6 separate regions of the Mus musculus genome follow, and all the other regions are linked to region 4. The links are chromatin contacts, called in public Hi-C and HiChIP or PLAC-seq maps. All regions are on one chromosome and are shown on one strand. The core of a region is the stretch at or near the end of the contact, and the rest is flanking DNA. Distances in the headings are between cores, read along the strand shown.

Region 1 (2,700 bases), core at 122-2,621, 130 kb before region 4:
AAAACCAAAAAAAAACCAAAAAACAAAAAAAGATGGTGATGGGTGATGGGAACCGGTTTGACCATCAGCAAAGCTGGAGTGGTATTGGATGGGACGGTTTCAAAGTCACCAGGCTGACCTCAGAGCATCAAAGTGTGATCTTTTGACAGTGCAGGCTGATACTTTGCAGATAGTGCACGGTGGGCACGCTTTGTGAAAGTACTCTAGCCAGCATACTCCTGCTAAGTCAGCCAGGACACTACATGAGAAAGACGTAGCCCAAGGCCAGCACGCAGCTGCTGTGTGAGGACAGGAGTGACAGGGTACCATTCTGGGCATCTAAATATAATAGGCAATAAGCTTGAGTCACTCAGACTTAGACTTTATGAGCCAGCCATGCTTTGATGGCATACCAGGTCACAAACAGTTCTCTTCCTTGGGCTACACAGGCCCATCCTCTTGTTAGGTCCTCTCACACTCCCTCTTCCATCACATAAAACAGGATGATAAACCTGAACCATGATGACTAGAGATAGCAGATAGCAGCTACCTGAAGGAGACCCTGGACCAGGGCAGATATAACTATGGTGGCCTCAAGCCAAAAAATCACTCACAGAGCCAGACAGAGCCAGCTCTCCTCACTGTCACATGAAGAGAGAGAGACAGGCTCAAGACTTCTTTTTCTACTTGAAGCCTGGTTAGGCTTAGAGTTTAGCATAGCCACAGTGTCCTCTTGAGGCAGTGCACACTAGAGAAAGATTATTATCCCCTGGACAGGACAACATTCAAGGTGTAGGAATGATCAGACATTCACAGATATACACACACCACAGAGACAGAGAGATAGATACATATACACACAGACACACACACCACACTGATAGACACACATACACCACACATGCACACACAGATAGATACACACATAAAAATACACGCAGACATACACAGATAACCACACATAGAGATACAGACATTCACAGACACACACAGAGAGAGATAATCACACACACATACATAGATAGATACACAGACACTACAGAGAGACACACAGAAATCAACACATATAGAGAGATGCACACACATAGACACACAGAGATATACACACAGAGATGCACACAGAGAAATATACACACAGAAACACACACACAGAGAGAGAGAGAGAGACAGAGAGACCAGTTTCTAGCATCTACTTTCTAATTAAATGTAACAAACCACCAGCTAATTCATGCCATCAACTAACACGGACAATGTGGGTGGAGCCGCCCTGGGGTGTTAAAGCCTTGGACTTCAAGGCTCTTCGTGGTTGGCAGCCTCTCCACTCCTAGGACAGCTACAGGTCCTTAACAAAATGTCATGTCTGGGTCATCTACCCGGTCATATTGACTCACCAGTCAAACACTTCCTTTCTATTGTGTGGGACTCAGACATACTAGGGTTGAATGTAGTCCTTCAAGCATCATAGACTGGAAAGTTAACCTCCAGTTTCACACGCTCATGGTGCAGAGGTGGGGACTCCAGGAGGCTGTTAGGGCAGGTGGGAGTAGGAATCCTAGGATGGTATGTGTGGCTCTTAAGGAAGAGGAAGAGAGACCCAGACTAGCACATTTGTTAGTCTGTCTTACCATGTGCTGACTTCTGTCAGGTGACTGGAGAGATGGCTCCGTGGTTAGAAGTATTTGTGGCTCTTCTAGGGAACCCTAGCTCTGTTCCCAGTATTGATGCCAGGTGACTCAGAGTGCTTGTAACACCAGCTCTAGGGAATCTCACTCCTTTTCTTGGGTTCCAAGGGTACCTGAACACATACACATACAAATACACACTTACATAAACACATAAAAACTAGTAACAAAAAGAAAACTTTTAAAGTACTTTTATTTGTTTTAAACATTGTTACTCTTTTATTTATTTTGAAACAAAAAGTTGCAAAACACACACACACACACACACACACACACACACACACAAATTAGCCAAACCCAAAGTCTAAACAACTTAACCAACTTCTGCACAGCTAGAGTATATTTATATATTTTTAATAGTTTACTTAGCGTTATTTTATGTTCATTGGTGTGAGGGTGGAACTGAAGTTACAGACCATTGTGAGCTGCCATGTGAGTGCTGAGAATTGAACTCGGGTCCTTTGGAAAAAGAGACACTGAGCCGTCTTTCTAGCCCCATATTTTTATATTCTGAAGCTAAATAAACAAAGGTGTAAAAGGATGCCCACCCAGGGCCTGGCACGGGCTAAATATTGCAGATCTAATCTCTTACCTGCAATTCTGAATCCAGATATCCCCTGAACGCTGAAACTCTCTCTTTTTGGCTGTATTAATTGTGGTGACATTGCTGTGACAATAACTGACTGAAACTTGGTAGGGAAGATGGACTTGGGCTCAGAGTTTCAGCCCATCATGGCAGAATAGCTCACTGCAGCGAGAACACACCATGGAGTCTTTTCAGATCATAGCAGACCCCAAAGCAGACAGACCTGAGCGAGGAGCGAGAAGCGACTCCAAATGCCTGCTCCTGGATGTAAGAGAGGGCACATAAACATATCTGTGTAGGGGCTGCCTTAGGAAGAAGCATTGGAGTCGCTGTTGCCTGCAGAAGGAGAGAAGGGACTGCGATGGACGCAGAAGGAAACTGAGGCTGCCTGGCACACTTCTCATGTACAGTGGAATGCTCCCACCACATGTTAAACACATTGTAAGATTATCA
Region 2 (2,700 bases), core at 108-2,607, 160 kb after region 4:
TGAGTCTCTTGAGTAGGAGTTTAGAGATTGTGTTTTCTCTTTTAGTGTGGTTTTTCCCTCTCTATTATACTTTTAAAGGTTCACTACAGTTTCATTTTCAAGAGAATAATTTAAAAGTGTACTTGTGCCTGGTGCTTATTTTTTATTTCTTTCTAAAAGACCAGTTTGAGTTCAGTGAGTTGGAAGGGAAGGAAAGATCTCATAAAACTGTCCGTGCACGGGGTGTTAAATAGCAGTCCGGCCTCTTCTCCTAGTGCCGCTTCTCAAATTCATGATTTGGTTCGTGATCCTTTATCACTTGGCTGGCTGGATGCTAATATTTTTAACAACCTTTCTTCTCTTCTGGCAGTGGGAACGTTTATCTATTCATCTTCTTTTGGAGATGAAATAAATACCAAAGTTTTCTCTGAGATGCAGGCAGTGTGATGTTTTTGACATATTTTGTTAAAATATTTCAAAAGCTTAATCATACTGGGTGAAACTAGTGGAAGGCATCAAAACCCAGAGCATCATGCTTGCCCACACTTGAACAGCCCAGTGGTTATGAGAGCTAAGAACTAGGTCACAGCAAAGAAGGGATAGGTGTGTTGGGAGCAGGATGAGAAATGGAGAGTCTAGCATCATCTCTTCTACTGGGTCATTGGCCCAGACATGGGTGTGTGTCCTGTCCAGTGTTATAACAGGAAATTAGCAACGTGAAGTAGGATTCTGATTTCCAGCTCTAGATCACAGATCGAGACCCGCAAGTGTGCCGGCTGCACTTCCCTGGGCTTTCTGCCTCACTGTTTTCTACCTTTGTGTAAATATCCAGCCTGTCCGACCAGTTTGGGCTGCACAAGCTGGTGCTAGCAAACACTGAAGCGTGCCCACTCGGCAGCCAGCCTTTCTCTGACTTGTTAAGGAAGGCAACGTCTGTTCCCCTCACCCCCTTCAATGAGGAAATGAGCTAGCAGCAAGGAAACCTTTGCCTGTGTGTGTGGCACGGAATCACCATCTCTCCTTTGGTGCCCATGTGCCCCCCTTGAACTGTTCTTTACTGCTCTGAGGGTTTGGGGTCCTGCACAGTGAGGGTATTGGTCTTTGGGGAGATTTTCTATTTTCCTCTGGCCAGATTCTGTTTCATAACGGGCTCAGAGGGAGTCAGCAGTACATTCTTAGGTTCCGGGTTTATGTAACCCAGCCTCACTCTGGGGGAGCTGCAGCCAGCTCTACAGGTGAGAAAACTGAGGGCCAAGATTAGAACCTGCTCTTCCAAGGCCCCCTCCCTGCCCCGCTGGCCGAATTAGAACAGCGAGGCTCTTCCCTCAAAGCACTTGATTGTGTCATCTGTGGAAAGCACAGGCCATCTGTGCTGCACACCTGCCCCATTTAAGATAAAAGGCAGCCGTGAGTGCTGCAGTCATGGAGAAGGAGCTCTGGTGGTTTGGTTGGGTGATGAGTCTCTCAGCTCATTTGTCTTCTTCCTCCAGGTCCAGATTCCTCCTACTTCCTCTGATGTTTCTCATGGTCCTGAACGGTACAAGGTGTCCCCAGATGGTGGAGACCTCTCTACTAACATTGTCTTCCCCTCCACCCACAATAGTGCTCTCTGCTTTTTCCTTTGGGCATGAGGTGACCATCTTGAAAGGCCCAACCTAAGTGTTTCTTGTTCCTCTTCTGGAAGGGCTAGGGAGTGGCAAGCATTGATTCATCATTGGCTTACTATGAAGATGGTTATCTTTTCCTCCCCCACAAAAGGAAGATGAGTGAATGAGGAGGTTCTGACATCTTTCAGAAACCTAAGAAGAACCTCCTGCCAGGCTGAGGTGACAAATGGTCTCAGTGACTTGAGCATTCCATTCTACCATGAAACGTAGGTTTGGGCTTGGTTTGACACTGTTATTTTAGCCCTTGCTGCAGACAGTCTTTCTCTGTGGTGAAGCTGGCAGTGAATTCCCACAGAGGTAATGGCTCTGAGCCAGTGAGGCCACTTTGAGAGTAGTGACTTCATTTGGGGCCCCATCACCTGAGTCTCATTTTCAAGTCAAGACTGCCTATAGGTGTGTACTTTGGACTGCAGGCTACAGGGAGAAGTTAAGGAAAATGGGGCAGTTTAGCTTATCGAAGAAACTGCCTGAAGTAGAGACTGTTGGGTGGAATTTGATGAATAATATTGCTTGACTAGTAAAAAGAGCCTCTGGTGTCTTTGTTTCTCAAGAATAAGTTATTTTTGTTTGTGGGTTTTTTTTTTTCTTTTTTTTAGACAGGGTTTACCTCCCAGGCTGGCCTTAAACTCCTGGCCTCAGCATCCCTGGTAGCTAGAACAAAAGGCGTTGACCTCAACTGGACAAGTGTGCAGAAAGAATGTATACAAAAGGTAGTAACTGAGAAGTTACTTTAGGGGAAAAGTATAGGCAATAGGGGATTAAGTAGTATATGGAGTCAAAGGTCTAGCTGTTAGAACCCTGTCTAGAGTGAAGATTGACATGTCCTGATTATGAGTCAGGACAGCAAGGAGAGCTACCTGTTGCAGCCACTCAGTGCAGGGTGAGGGAGCTGTACTTTCTAAGGCAACAGATGACAGCCAGAGGATGCCATCCACCTCTCTATGAAAGCCACTGCAGGAAGGGGAAGGAGAAGAATGTAAGAGCCAAAGTCATTTGTGTCCCCAAAGGATAACTGGAACTTGGAGGAAAAAAAAATACCTCTCAAGTATTGGAA
Region 3 (2,700 bases), core at 141-2,640, 210 kb after region 4:
GGCCTAGAGCCTCAAGTTTGGTTCAGATATGAATCCAGCAGCCAGCTGAATAGAGCTCTTAATAGACTCCATCTGTGTTAGCTAGTTTCCCATTACTGTAACAAAATACCCAGTTTTATAAAGTTATAAGTTATAAGACTTTATAACCAACTTACAAAGACGAAAGGGGCTGGAGAGACGGCTCAGCAGTTGGGAGCAGCTGTTGTGCTTGCAATGGATCAGGTTCCATTCCCAGCACCCGCATGGTGGCTCACAACCATCTGTAACTCTAGTTCCAGGGGATCTGGTGCCCTCTTCTAAACTCCGTGGGCACCAGGCATGCACGTGTTGTACAGACATACATGCAGACAAAAACTCTGACAAACAAAATAAAGTAAATACATCTAAAACAAGGCAAAAATCTTTAGGAAGGGGGAGGGGGAGGGGGAGAGGAGGGAAGGTAGACAGAGGGGGACTAGCTAGGAATGATATAGTAGGCCTGTAATCCCAGTGTCTGGGAGGCTGAGGTGGGAAGGTCTCAAATTCAAGGCCAGCCTGGGCTTACTGCATAGCAAGAAGCTCTCTCAAGCTGGGCGTGGTGGCACAAGCCTTTAATCCTAGCACTCGGGCGGCAGAAGCAGGCAGATCTCTGAGTTCGAGGCCAGCCTGGTCTACAGCGTGAGTTCCAGGACAGCCAGGGCTACACAGAGAAACCCTGTCTCAAAAAACAAACAAACAAACTAACAAAATAAGAAGCTCTCTCAACAAAAACAAGTGGCGTTTGCTTCCGTTTATAGCTTCGGAGGCTTCCAGCCACGGTCAGTAGTCTCACTGCCAACTGTAACCGTGGAAGCTGCTTATCTCACAGCAACCAGGAAGCAACGAGATAGAAGGCAGAACCAGCCTCCCTAGGGCCTCTTGAAGGGCACAGTCCAACAATCTCACTTCCTCCTACTGGCCCTGCCCCTTAAAAATAAATCCCTCTATCTTCCAGTAGCATAATGTGCAAGGAACTGAGTCTTTACCTCAGAAGCTGTGGGGAGGAACTCCAGAGCCAGATGATGTCAGCCTTTGGGGTGGAGGAGTATAAAATCGGGAGGGACAAAGACTCAAGAGTGACGCTCTGAGCTGCACTCGTGCCTCAGTTGCTGGCAGACCTAGTAGGCAATAGCTTCATCGTGCTTGTTCCAGGCTTGCATTCGTTACTTGTCTGCGGCTCTGATAAAACACCATGACCAAGGTAAACTCGTGGGTGAAAAAGAAAAGTTGATTTGGGCTAACGATTCCAGAAGGATGCGGAGTTCATCGTGGCAGAAAGGTGGAAGCACTCAGCAGGCTTAGCAGCTGAGAGCTCGCATCCTGAACCACAAGCTTGAAGCAGGGAAGCCTGCCCCCAATGACATACTTCCTCCAGCGAAGTCCTACCTCCTAAACCTCCCCAAACTGCCAAGTGTTCAAATGCCAGCGCCTATGGGGGACATTCTCTGTCCATCCGCTCTAGGGTTCCTGACGTTTGCCACGCCCAGCGGCTGCCTGCCCGCTCCCAAGGAGGCGGGGGAGGGAGGGGTGAGCAGGGAGAACCGCTGGGTTTATTTTAAACCTATAATTGAAGGTTGCTCGTTAACAACAACAAACCAGTGCTCTCCAAGCCAAAGCTGCCAAAGTCAGTGTCCTAAATAAGGAACACAGCAGTCGCTTCTTTCAGGGGAAGGAAGCTGGAGCCAAATAGGGAAGTGACCTGCCTGGCTTTGACTGTGGGCTGTCCTGAGTCCTGCCTGCCTCTCACAGGAATTGACAACATGGTGAGGGCTGGACCCCAGGCTCTCAGATGAGTGGGGTGGGGAATGTATAGCTGCTCATTAGCCCCGCCTTCCCACAAAGACACCACACAACTCTCTCACATAAATGGTAGTCCTACTATGCATGAAAAAGTTAGGGGCGTCAGGGAAATGGGAAGGGGGATAAAACAAGCAATGAAAACTGAATGCAGCCCCGGATATTGCTTCCGTGGCTCTAATTGTACTACTGGCTAGGCAGAGAGAGGTAGCAGCTCTCTGTGAGTTCAGGACCAGCCTGGTCTACGTAGAGAATTCCAGAACAGTTAGTGCTGTATATAGAGACCCTGTCTCAAAAAAAAGCAAAACCAAACAAAGAAAGAAGCAGCGAAACCCAAAGGCAGTTATCTTACTTTCCATCCAGTTTGCTCACCCTGCAGAGTGCAAGTCTTAGGTTGCCAGTCCAGTGAGCTGAGGAGGAATAAAACCCTTTCCTGTCAGAGCAGGGGTGGAGGAAAGTGACAGGATCTGCCTTGTGAGGGTGAAACTGCCTATCGCACACACAGCCCAGCACGTGCACGGGGTCAGGTGTCTATGACTGGAGGATGTGTGCCCACCAAAAGGACAGTGACTGCATAAAACGAGGACACATGGCTCCGGTCAACTCTGGAGGCAGATGTGGTGTGGTGTGCCCTCCTACCCCAGGTGGCTGGTGAGGCCCCCATTCTCCTGATGCATCACAAGTGCCATTCGACAGATGTTTTTTTTTAAAGCTCTGCAGTGATGGCTCACACCTGCTATGTCAAGATGGAACATCAGAAGTGTGTCTTTGGAGCTGGTGAGATGGCTCAGTGGTTAAGAGCACTGACTGCTCTTCCGAAGGTCATGAGTTCAAATCCCAGCAACCACAGGGTGGCTCACAACCATCCATAATGAGAAACACATT
Region 4 (2,700 bases), core at 31-2,530:
ATGTTTCAATTCCCCCTCATCGTTATCAGGGGTCGATGCCAAAGGTGAAGGGATTTCCACCAGGCCCGGAATGTGCTAGTTGCCAGTGGCAAACTCCAAACTCTCATCTGGTACATAAGGTACACCCAGGGATCACAACGCATCTGAGAAAACCAGCAGTGGGAGGAAATTAGACCCTGGGGAAATAAGCTCAACAGGAAAGAGAAGAGTGTTAAATTAAGTATAATTAGTGTCTTGGGAGAGGTGTTCGAGGATGCTAAATCCATGAATGACTGGTTGCTCCGGAGAAGAAACCATCAGAGTGCCAGGAAACCTAACTCATAATTGTTCAATGAGACCTCGCCTGATGGAGACAGTCACAGAAGGCTGTCCTGGGTGAGGAGTCTAATGAACGGAAGGACAGGCTCATTGGCCCAAAATACAGTTCAAAGGTTAGAGGTCTGATGTGAGGTTGGCAAAGTAAGGGAGGCCTGATGAGATGGCCCAGCAAGTAAAGGCACTTGCCACCAAGCTGGACAACCTGAGTTTGAGTCCCAGGATATCACGTCACAAAAGGAAGGAACTGGCTCCTGAAAGTTGTCCTATGGCCTCTAGATGTACCGTGGCATTGTGACAGTCATGCAAATCAATTTTAAAGTGAAACAAAACAAAACATTTTCTTATGTTTGCTTGACTTTTGATACCGGGTTTCTCTTTGCAGCCCTGGATATCCTGGCGCTCACTTTGTAGACCAGGCTAGTCTTGAACTCATAGGGCTCTGCCTGCCTTCTGAGTGCACTACCACCACCTGGCTCAATTTTGTTTTTCTTTTAAAGAGAGAAAGAGACATGAAGGCATGAGGCTTGGGTCACTGCTGCTGGCTTACAACAACCCAGGACCAGGTAAGACCCAGAAGAAAAATACATTTTACAGTGAAGATTAAAGCCGTTTCATCTTTTGACCTAAAGTGGTTTTGAAATTAGTAAGTCATGTCCCAAAATACTGAAAAACCCATGGTAAGTAGCTACCATTTCCATTATTAGAAAAATTAAATAATTTGTTACCATTTCTTTCCTACCCCCCCCCCCCACCTAGAGACAAGATCTCACTGTGTAGCCCTGGTTGGCCTTGAACTTGCTACTCTCCTGCCCTTCCCTCCAAGTGACTGACAGACTGTACTCGCACATCTGGAGAGCATCCTTCAAATAACACTGTTTTCTTCATGCAAAACAAATGGACTCCCTTCTCAGTCTTTCAGATCTTCCCCTCTCTCTCTCTCTTGAGGAAACACACATAGCCTTTCAACCCCCATCACACATCCTTTCATCACGTGTGGCCCTCTCCACGGGCTCAACAGCCTGGCTGCTTGCAGGCTGTGCGTGATTCCTTTAGGAAGGTGGTCCAGCACACGCCCAGGGCAGGGCTCAGCAAACAAAAGTCGAGTGCATGAAAATTCTCTCTCTGCCACACCTCCACTGCCCTCGGGAGTGTGTGTGTGTGTGTCTGTCTGTTTGTCTGTCGGTCTGTCAGTCTATCCTGATCTGTTTTGTGTGTGTTTGTTCATGTTCTGATTTGGGGTGTGTGTGTGTCTGTGTGTGTGTGTGTGTGTGTGTGTCCTGATCTAGCACATCCCTGGGCTGAAAGGCTGTTCCAGGAAGAAGTCTGATTGGGCTCTGCTACAGGCAACCCCCCCCCCAACAGTTGCCAGGAGGGAGGAGGAAGAAAGTCTAAATGGGCAGCAACAACAGGAAGTAGAATCAGTCTCACAGAAGTACTAAGTAAGGAACCAGGCAAGAGCAGCCCCAAGGGCAGCCCCTGTTCACATTGAGAAAACAGCAGGATCCTGAAAAGCAGAGAGCCTTGCATTCTGCCCAGCTGGGAACCGGCCACAATCCAACCCACCCACAGCTGTCTGTGTATTTCTCTGTCTAAAATACCCAAATCCCTAAAAGGGAAGCCTTGGGGGAGAGGTTTGAGCATCAAATCCAATCAGGACCTTTGTGCTCCCAAGATAAACTGCAGGAGAAGGAGCCCAAAATGGCTGGAGTGCAGATCAAGGTCAATGCCACCTGGCTGAGTGTCCTCTCTCTAGGGTTAAGCTGCAAGATTGGAAGTTCACAATGAGAAAGGGCAGAGCAAGAGGTGAGGTCAGCTGACTACTCAGAGGTCCTGGAGAATGCTGGAGTTAAGAAATAAAAGTTGGCACCTACACTCTGAGAGGTAGCTCTAGCCACTACATGCCTTCTGCCATTCTGAGCATCCGTACCTCCCACAGGCCTTCCCTGATCCTTCACTAAGTGTCATTCTCCTGCCCCTTACTACCAAGCTGGGCCATATGAAACTGCCAACAGACATTGTGTTTGTCCTTAACACCCGGCCATTTCACTGGCCCAGTAAAATGCTTCAACAGAGTTCCGAAGGCAGAGTTTGTGCATTCTTTGTCCATTTCTTTGAAGGCCACGCCATGCAGGAGATAAAAGAAATACAAACCACAGAGACTGGTGGATCTGTGAATGTATTTTCTCCTTGCCAAGCAATTCACCCGGAGTTTCTTAGAAAGTTCCTCTACAGCCCTTAAGTAAAAATCAGTTTGCCAAATCTTTCATTATTAAAATAGGATCCTCCTGTAGTCCAGGTACAATAACTACACAGAGAGAAATGAAACAAACAAACAACAACAACAAAGAAAACAATGCTAATACCTTCTGGTATCACTCGTTA
Region 5 (2,700 bases), core at 93-2,592, 190 kb before region 4:
CCCCCACTCCAGGGACAGTGTGGAGCTGCAGGGGTGTGAAGCTGCACACCCTGAGAATATGGAAGAAGACAGTCTCAAGCTCCACTTCTGCTTCTCCTCTGGCTTTAGGTTCCTCGTCTGGAAAAATAGAAAGTTTGGGCTTAGTAGGTAACTCAAGAGGTTCCACAAAATCTCTGTAATAACTGTGTAAGCAGTCTAGCCATGTGTCTGCCTAAACACAGTATGCAATGCCTCCTGCACCTACTGCATGCAATGAGACACCCGGCAGGCAACACAACACACACTGCCTGCCATGAAACGAGACACCCCGATCTCAACACGGTGCCCTCTGAACCAGTACAGTGCCCCTTTATGCAAAGCAGTATCTTCCAAATGCATTTCAATGGCCTCTGATTTTAGGGTGATGCCCACTGGAGACAAGGCCAGCTTCCTTCTGAGGTAATGATCTGTAGAGACAACAGGGCTGTCTGTGATTCTCCTCTGAACAGGGCTCATATCCACCCCATCCTTGCCCACAGGGCCCTGCTCTGTTCCCTGGGTTTGGCACCGAAGATACCCCCTCCCCTATGCTCACCCAGGGCACATTCTTGCTCACCTTTCAAATGACTCATAGTAGCTAGGGACAGGGTGCCCCAGAGCAAGCTGGCAAGCCAGTGCCCATCCACCCCTTCCTTCTCCAGGTACCGCCACTAGGAGCTGTCTGGCTGTCAGCTGTTCCCAAGCTCAGGGGCTCCTTGGGTTACAGAAGCCAGAGGACATGGAAATTGAAACAGGAGAAGCCACTGGTGGGGGGCCAGAGACTCCCCAGGGCAGCTATGGAAAGACAGCCCTGCCAGAATGGCCACATTATTTATTGGTTCTCTAGAGGGAAGGCATATATAGTTATAAAAAGAGACTCTTCAAATCAAACGACAACTAGATTATTCAAGGCTCTCCAAAGTATACCCCAAACATCACCATCACCCCTGTTTAATCAAAGGCCACAGCCAGGGTGGGAAGTACCTAACAACAGCCTGTCAGCATCACAGCCTTTGTTTCCTACTGGGTTCACAAGACAGGGAGCTTAGCAGGGAGGGAGGGACATTTCTGGGCCCACCCAGCTAGCCCAGGCCCCACAAGCTGCTGCTTTGCTGTCCTTAACCAATGTAGGGTTAGAGGGATATTCAAAGGCTCAAGGCATTTCTACCATTCACAAACCACAGCCCGGCTGCCGGGGAGAAGGAGGGCTAGCCAACTGAAAACGCTGTCATGTGGCTCTGCTGTTGAGTGCTGGGATGTGAAGGACAGAGCAGTGGCTGGGCTGCGAATGGGTTTCACCAGGCTGGATCAGGTGGCCGCTTTCCTGGAAACTGGCCTTCTCGTTGCTAGGCTGATAAGGCAGGGACATTGCTACCCTTGGCGCACATGGGAAACCTTGTTGACACTGAAGAAGAGCTGGGATCTGTTAACTGTTGAGACAAAGCAGAGGGCCCCTGAAGTTACTCCATATCCCAGAATAACTCAGATCACCGAGGCAGGTGTGCGTTGAGAAAGCCAATGAATCCAACCTTCAGTAAGTGTTCCAGAGACAGAGAGAAAGATGGCAACAGGATGCAACTTTGGGGCATCCTATCTTCCCCATGTCCCCCCAGATTTTAGCTTCCACCCTGAATAACTGTGGACTCCTGTAACACACATGTGCTAACCGCTCCTGACGCTAGACCCCCAAAGCAGCTGCTGGGCAGTACAAGGTACAGGAAGCTGCCTCCTGGGGACACAGATCTGTATACTAGCAGGTGTGGCTGGGAAGGCCCTGGCCCTGGAGCCTCGCTGTTTATAACTGTGATGGGGGGCGGGGCATTCGGACTTCAAAGGGTTTAGAGGTCAGGAAATGAAGCCTTTTGGCAGAACTCCAGGGACAAGTAGCTTACACTGATTTCTGCCTCCACCACCATGGTGTAACAAGGCCCCTTTATGTTGTAACTCACAGCACTTGCACCTTGCCTGCAAAGTACCCTCTCCTGGACTGTTCAAACACCCCCCTCACTCACACACACACACACACACACACACACACACACACACACACAGAGTCTTTCGTCCATCAGGTAGTCACCAGCCCTTGCATAACCTGTCACTTGAATTTTTCCCAACATTCCCTGCAAGTAGCCGTCAGCCCTCGGGGAGAGGTGAATGAAGAATTGCAATGAGAAGTCCCTAAGTCCCCCTAAAATGAGCCCTGCCTCATAGCTGTTGGGGTGTGTTCGCGTGCAGGGGTGGGGTCAGGATGCAGGTGTGGCTGGCTTTACCCACTTGGAGCATCCTATTTCTGTCCCCAAAGTGAAGGACAAGGCACTGGGTTCCAAACTCTGCTTCCCACAGATCCTTCATGGAGAACAGATTGGATTCCAGAAGGCAAAGGGAATAATGAAGAGAGAAGAGGAAAAGAGAAAGGCCACTGAGACATTAATACAGAAGTAGAGATGAAGCCCACAAATGAGGTCCTCCACTATTGCCTTACAGATGATCCTGCTAGGCTCTGCCCAACAGCTGCCTAGCAACAGCTTGCCTAGGTGCTGGGCTACCCCAAAGCTATCTATCTAAGTAGCTATTTATCTATGTATCTATCTACTTATGTATCTATATATCTTTGTATCTATCTATCTATCTATCTATTTATCTATCTATCTATCTATCTATCTATCTATCTATCTACCTACC
Region 6 (2,700 bases), core at 80-2,579, 220 kb before region 4:
TCAGAGCCTTCCATCTAAACCCTACAGTCGGGAAAACAGTTCCTAGCACTCAGGACTGCTTAGGTAGTAACAGGTAGCATTGAAGAGTTACCTGGGAGGGTGGGTAAATTTTCCTCACTTAGGAACTCTCTCTAAGTTCCCAACTTAAGTAGGCACATGTCTACAAGGCTCAACAGCCTCCGTACATCACGGTGAAGGGACAAAGCAGGGCGCTTGGCACACAGTCAGCGCTCAGTAAACATAAGGAGGTTGATGAGTTAATTAGCTGGCTAATTAATCAATATAACCAAGGCCCTTCCATAAAAGAACAACATGCTCACAAAGCCGTCCTTCTGTGGAGGTTTTACAGTCTTCCCATTGAGTGAGTCATGTCTCGAGGGCCACGGATTGCACAAGGAAGAGCAAAAACGGAGGAGCAGAACCCGGGAGGTGAGCTGTTGGAGGAGGTTGCTCTCTTCCCAGCTCAGCCCGGTTGCCCTTTCCTCCAGTCGGTGTCCCAGCCTTGCTTTATCGGCTGCCCACTGAAGTCTGTATAAAAGGGAACCTAGCTTTCCACGGGATTCCCACCACCATCCTCCCACCTTTCCCGCTACTCTCCTACCCACACCCCTGCAGCAAGGTGACTCAGATTGGGCAATACATTCACAAGCTTTCCAGAAGCCAGGCGCACTGAAACGGGGCTGCATTCACGACAGTTGTGAGAACAAGGAAAGAGCATCACAAGTTCAAGGCCAGCTTGAGCTAGCTACACCTGGAGCGTCTGTCTAAAGCAAACAAATAAAACTTGTCAATCAATACATCTTCCAAAAGAGTGAACGGAGAGGTACCTACCGATACAACCGGCCAACGTCAATGAACTCGGTAGCCTTTGGTAAGATTTGTGGCACTACTGAGTCAGAGTCAAAATAAATAGGGAAGTGAGTTGAATGAAAAACAGCGCAGATATTTGAGGGAAAGGAACATGGGAGGCTACACAGAGTCAGAAGGGAAGGACAGTTGCTTCAATGTCAAGTTGATCCAGGCCCTGGTATTGGGTCCCAGGCCACAGAGATGCTAGGTATCTACAGGTGCTGAGCATCTACTCGGCTAGTAGAGACATAAGTGTGTATAATACTGGTTGGGCCATCGTGCAGACTGTACTGTGAAGACAACCGTTCCCAGCCACACCATGGGACCTACGTGACTCTTCACATTCCTGTCTGAGCTGCGTCACTATACAAGGGGGAGAGGAAGCGGAAGTCAGGCTGATTCTCCTGACACTCATTGCCGCTCCTTCACACTGTTTCCCTATCAGTCCAGAACCCAAGCCCTGAGACACTCAGACCAATGAGGCTGGAGTTACAGGCTTCCTCCACTTTTACACAGCCACGTGGGTGTGTTCTGCCTGCTCACTACTGAGTTACAGCTTCTCCCTTCTTGACTTCCTGGGGCCAGTCTGGGAGGCTGGCTGTTGGCGGCCATGCCTTCCTCTTGTCATGGTTCTCACCCTGGTTATGAATTCGATTCTCATAAAATGTCTGAGTTATTCATTCTGAGACTGCATAGTACACTAAAACCAAAAAATATGGCAATCTAAAAGTCCAACTTCAAGCGAAAAAAAAAAAAAACTTAAAAATACCTGCTCTTATGAAGCAGTTAGATCTTCACACACTCTACAGAGTCCTTTGTTTGCTGGTGAAAGTATTAAGTAAGGCCGTTACCGGTGTGTGAACCTACCTTTCCAGCAGCTCTGTTCATACTGGCCCAAAGAAGAAGCAACCCAAGGGCCCACAGGGAGACTAAAGAATAAACACTGGCCCATGCTCTTCTGGGCGATCAGTCCTTCTAAAAGAAGAAAGCCTGACTTTCTCATCACAGTGAGAAGTATCTTGAAAACACTACAAAACAAAAACAAAAACAAAAAATAAAACAAAAATAAACCCTAAGCATTTGCTAAAGATTGCTTTATGATTCTGCTTATAAGAAAGAGACCCGATGAGTCACATTCACAGAGACTGAAACAAAATGACTGGGTTGCTGGGAATGGGAGAGTGGAATTGGGGGTTTGAAGTTAATAGGTGCACACTTAGAGTTTTGTGAGATGGAAATTCTGAAGGTAGAGGGACGATGATGGGGCCTTAAGGTGTTGAATGTGGAGAGCACCATCCAGCTGTGTATTTAATAACGGTGGGATTGGTCAATCTTACGTTGTATTTGTTCAAACACAAAAACAGACTCGCTAGGCAGCGGAAGCATCAGGGAGGGCGCTACAAAACCCTGTGCCTACCCACATTTGTCGTTATGACAAGAGGGCTTATTGCTTTAAGTTTATTTTTATAGAATGAGACTCCGATCCTTAGGTCATCTGAGAAGGGCTCGGGACCTCCTGCTCACTTCTCTGAACCCCAGACAAACTAGCTAAGGAAAACCACAGTCAGGCTAGAATAAGAACAGGGTCAGTTCAACATTCCTCTTCCTCCACCTCCTCTTCTCTGCTCAGGACTGACCTGGGAACAAGACCTCTGCCCCAGGGCCTGGGCTGATATCCTTGCCAGGCCTCTGAAAGGAGCTTCCTCCTCCCTGGAGGACTGCTTTGCATGAGGGGCAGTTGGAATGAAAGGAGTTTTTTGTCTGAGCTATGTGCTGCAAAACCCAACTCCTGTGTGTGAAGATTATCATGAATAGAGAGCTTCTACTTAAATACGCTTGCTTCTTGAGATG

The links. A called contact is a pair of places that touch in the nucleus more often than the background predicts. HiChIP or PLAC-seq counts read pairs in DNA pulled down with a chosen protein or histone mark.
Region 1: a contact with region 4 is called in an HNF4G HiChIP or PLAC-seq map of pancreatic cancer cells. The contact joins two enhancer-like sites. A contact is called at or near these places in 2 of 484 Hi-C or Micro-C datasets (liver and uterus) and 3 of 115 datasets of contacts at active chromatin or transcription factors (Th17 cells, microglia and pancreatic cancer cells).
Region 2: a contact with region 4 is called in a Hi-C map of cerebral cortex, with 1.5 times the contacts expected there. The contact joins two enhancer-like sites. A contact is called at or near these places in 2 of 484 Hi-C or Micro-C datasets (cerebral cortex and pre-hematopoietic stem cells) and 1 of 115 datasets of contacts at active chromatin or transcription factors (pancreatic cancer cells).
Region 3: a contact with region 4 is called in an H3K27ac HiChIP or PLAC-seq map of microglia, with 3 times the contacts expected there. The contact joins two enhancer-like sites. A contact is called at or near these places in 1 of 484 Hi-C or Micro-C datasets (nephron progenitors) and 2 of 115 datasets of contacts at active chromatin or transcription factors (embryonic stem cells and microglia).
Region 5: a Hi-C map of CD8 T cells shows a contact between it and region 4, with 1.9 times the contacts expected there. The contact joins two enhancer-like sites. A contact is called at or near these places in 3 of 484 Hi-C or Micro-C datasets (CD8 T cells, Sertoli cells and uterus) and 3 of 115 datasets of contacts at active chromatin or transcription factors (embryonic hindbrain, microglia and pancreatic cancer cells).
Region 6: an H3K27ac HiChIP or PLAC-seq map of microglia shows a contact between it and region 4, with 5 times the contacts expected there. The contact joins two enhancer-like sites. A contact is called at or near these places in 6 of 484 Hi-C or Micro-C datasets (CD4 T cells, CD8 T cells, Th1 cells and 2 more), 8 of 115 datasets of contacts at active chromatin or transcription factors (T-cell acute lymphoblastic leukemia, acute myeloid leukemia, cardiomyocytes and 3 more) and 1 of 9 other capture datasets (embryonic stem cells).

Annotation. Positions count from the first base shown.
Region 1 is chr13:37,621,245-37,623,944 of GRCm38.p6, forward strand. Gm40915 (a long non-coding RNA gene) reads right to left here. Exons shown (of 4, transcript XR_873251.2): 3 at 1,605-1,774. Among named protein-coding and RNA genes, the nearest start is that of Gm40915, 5.0 kb to the right of the region's middle. Within about 2 kb of position 1,372, at least 50 of the 459 cell types and tissues checked have an H3K27ac peak or open chromatin away from gene starts, as enhancers often do. A contact at or near this core is called in pancreatic cancer cells, where this site is marked.
Region 2 is chr13:37,907,419-37,910,118 of GRCm38.p6, forward strand. The region is part of intron 5 of Rreb1 (ras responsive element binding protein 1); the gene reads left to right. Among named protein-coding and RNA genes, the nearest start is that of Rreb1, 20 kb to the left of the region's middle. Within about 2 kb of position 1,358, at least 47 of the 459 cell types and tissues checked have an H3K27ac peak or open chromatin away from gene starts, as enhancers often do. A contact at or near this core is called in cerebral cortex, where this site is marked.
Region 3 is chr13:37,957,806-37,960,505 of GRCm38.p6, forward strand. No RefSeq gene overlaps it. Among named protein-coding and RNA genes, the nearest start is that of Gm52041, 7.1 kb to the right of the region's middle. Within about 2 kb of position 1,391, at least 83 of the 459 cell types and tissues checked have an H3K27ac peak or open chromatin away from gene starts, as enhancers often do. A contact at or near this core is called in microglia, where this site is marked.
Region 4 is chr13:37,750,006-37,752,705 of GRCm38.p6, forward strand. No RefSeq gene overlaps it. Among named protein-coding and RNA genes, the nearest start is that of Gm31600, 10 kb to the right of the region's middle. Within about 2 kb of position 1,281, at least 92 of the 459 cell types and tissues checked have an H3K27ac peak or open chromatin away from gene starts, as enhancers often do. A contact at or near this core is called in CD8 T cells, acute myeloid leukemia, cerebral cortex and 2 more, where this site is marked.
Region 5 is chr13:37,560,984-37,563,683 of GRCm38.p6, forward strand. No RefSeq gene overlaps it. Among named protein-coding and RNA genes, the nearest start is that of Gm47754, 19 kb to the right of the region's middle. Within about 2 kb of position 1,343, at least 77 of the 459 cell types and tissues checked have an H3K27ac peak or open chromatin away from gene starts, as enhancers often do. A contact at or near this core is called in CD8 T cells and microglia, where this site is marked.
Region 6 is chr13:37,525,087-37,527,786 of GRCm38.p6, forward strand. All of the region lies in intron 2 of Gm30863 (a long non-coding RNA gene), which reads right to left. Among named protein-coding and RNA genes, the nearest start is that of Gm30863, 6.5 kb to the right of the region's middle. Within about 2 kb of position 1,330, at least 31 of the 459 cell types and tissues checked have an H3K27ac peak or open chromatin away from gene starts, as enhancers often do. A contact at or near this core is called in acute myeloid leukemia and microglia, where this site is marked.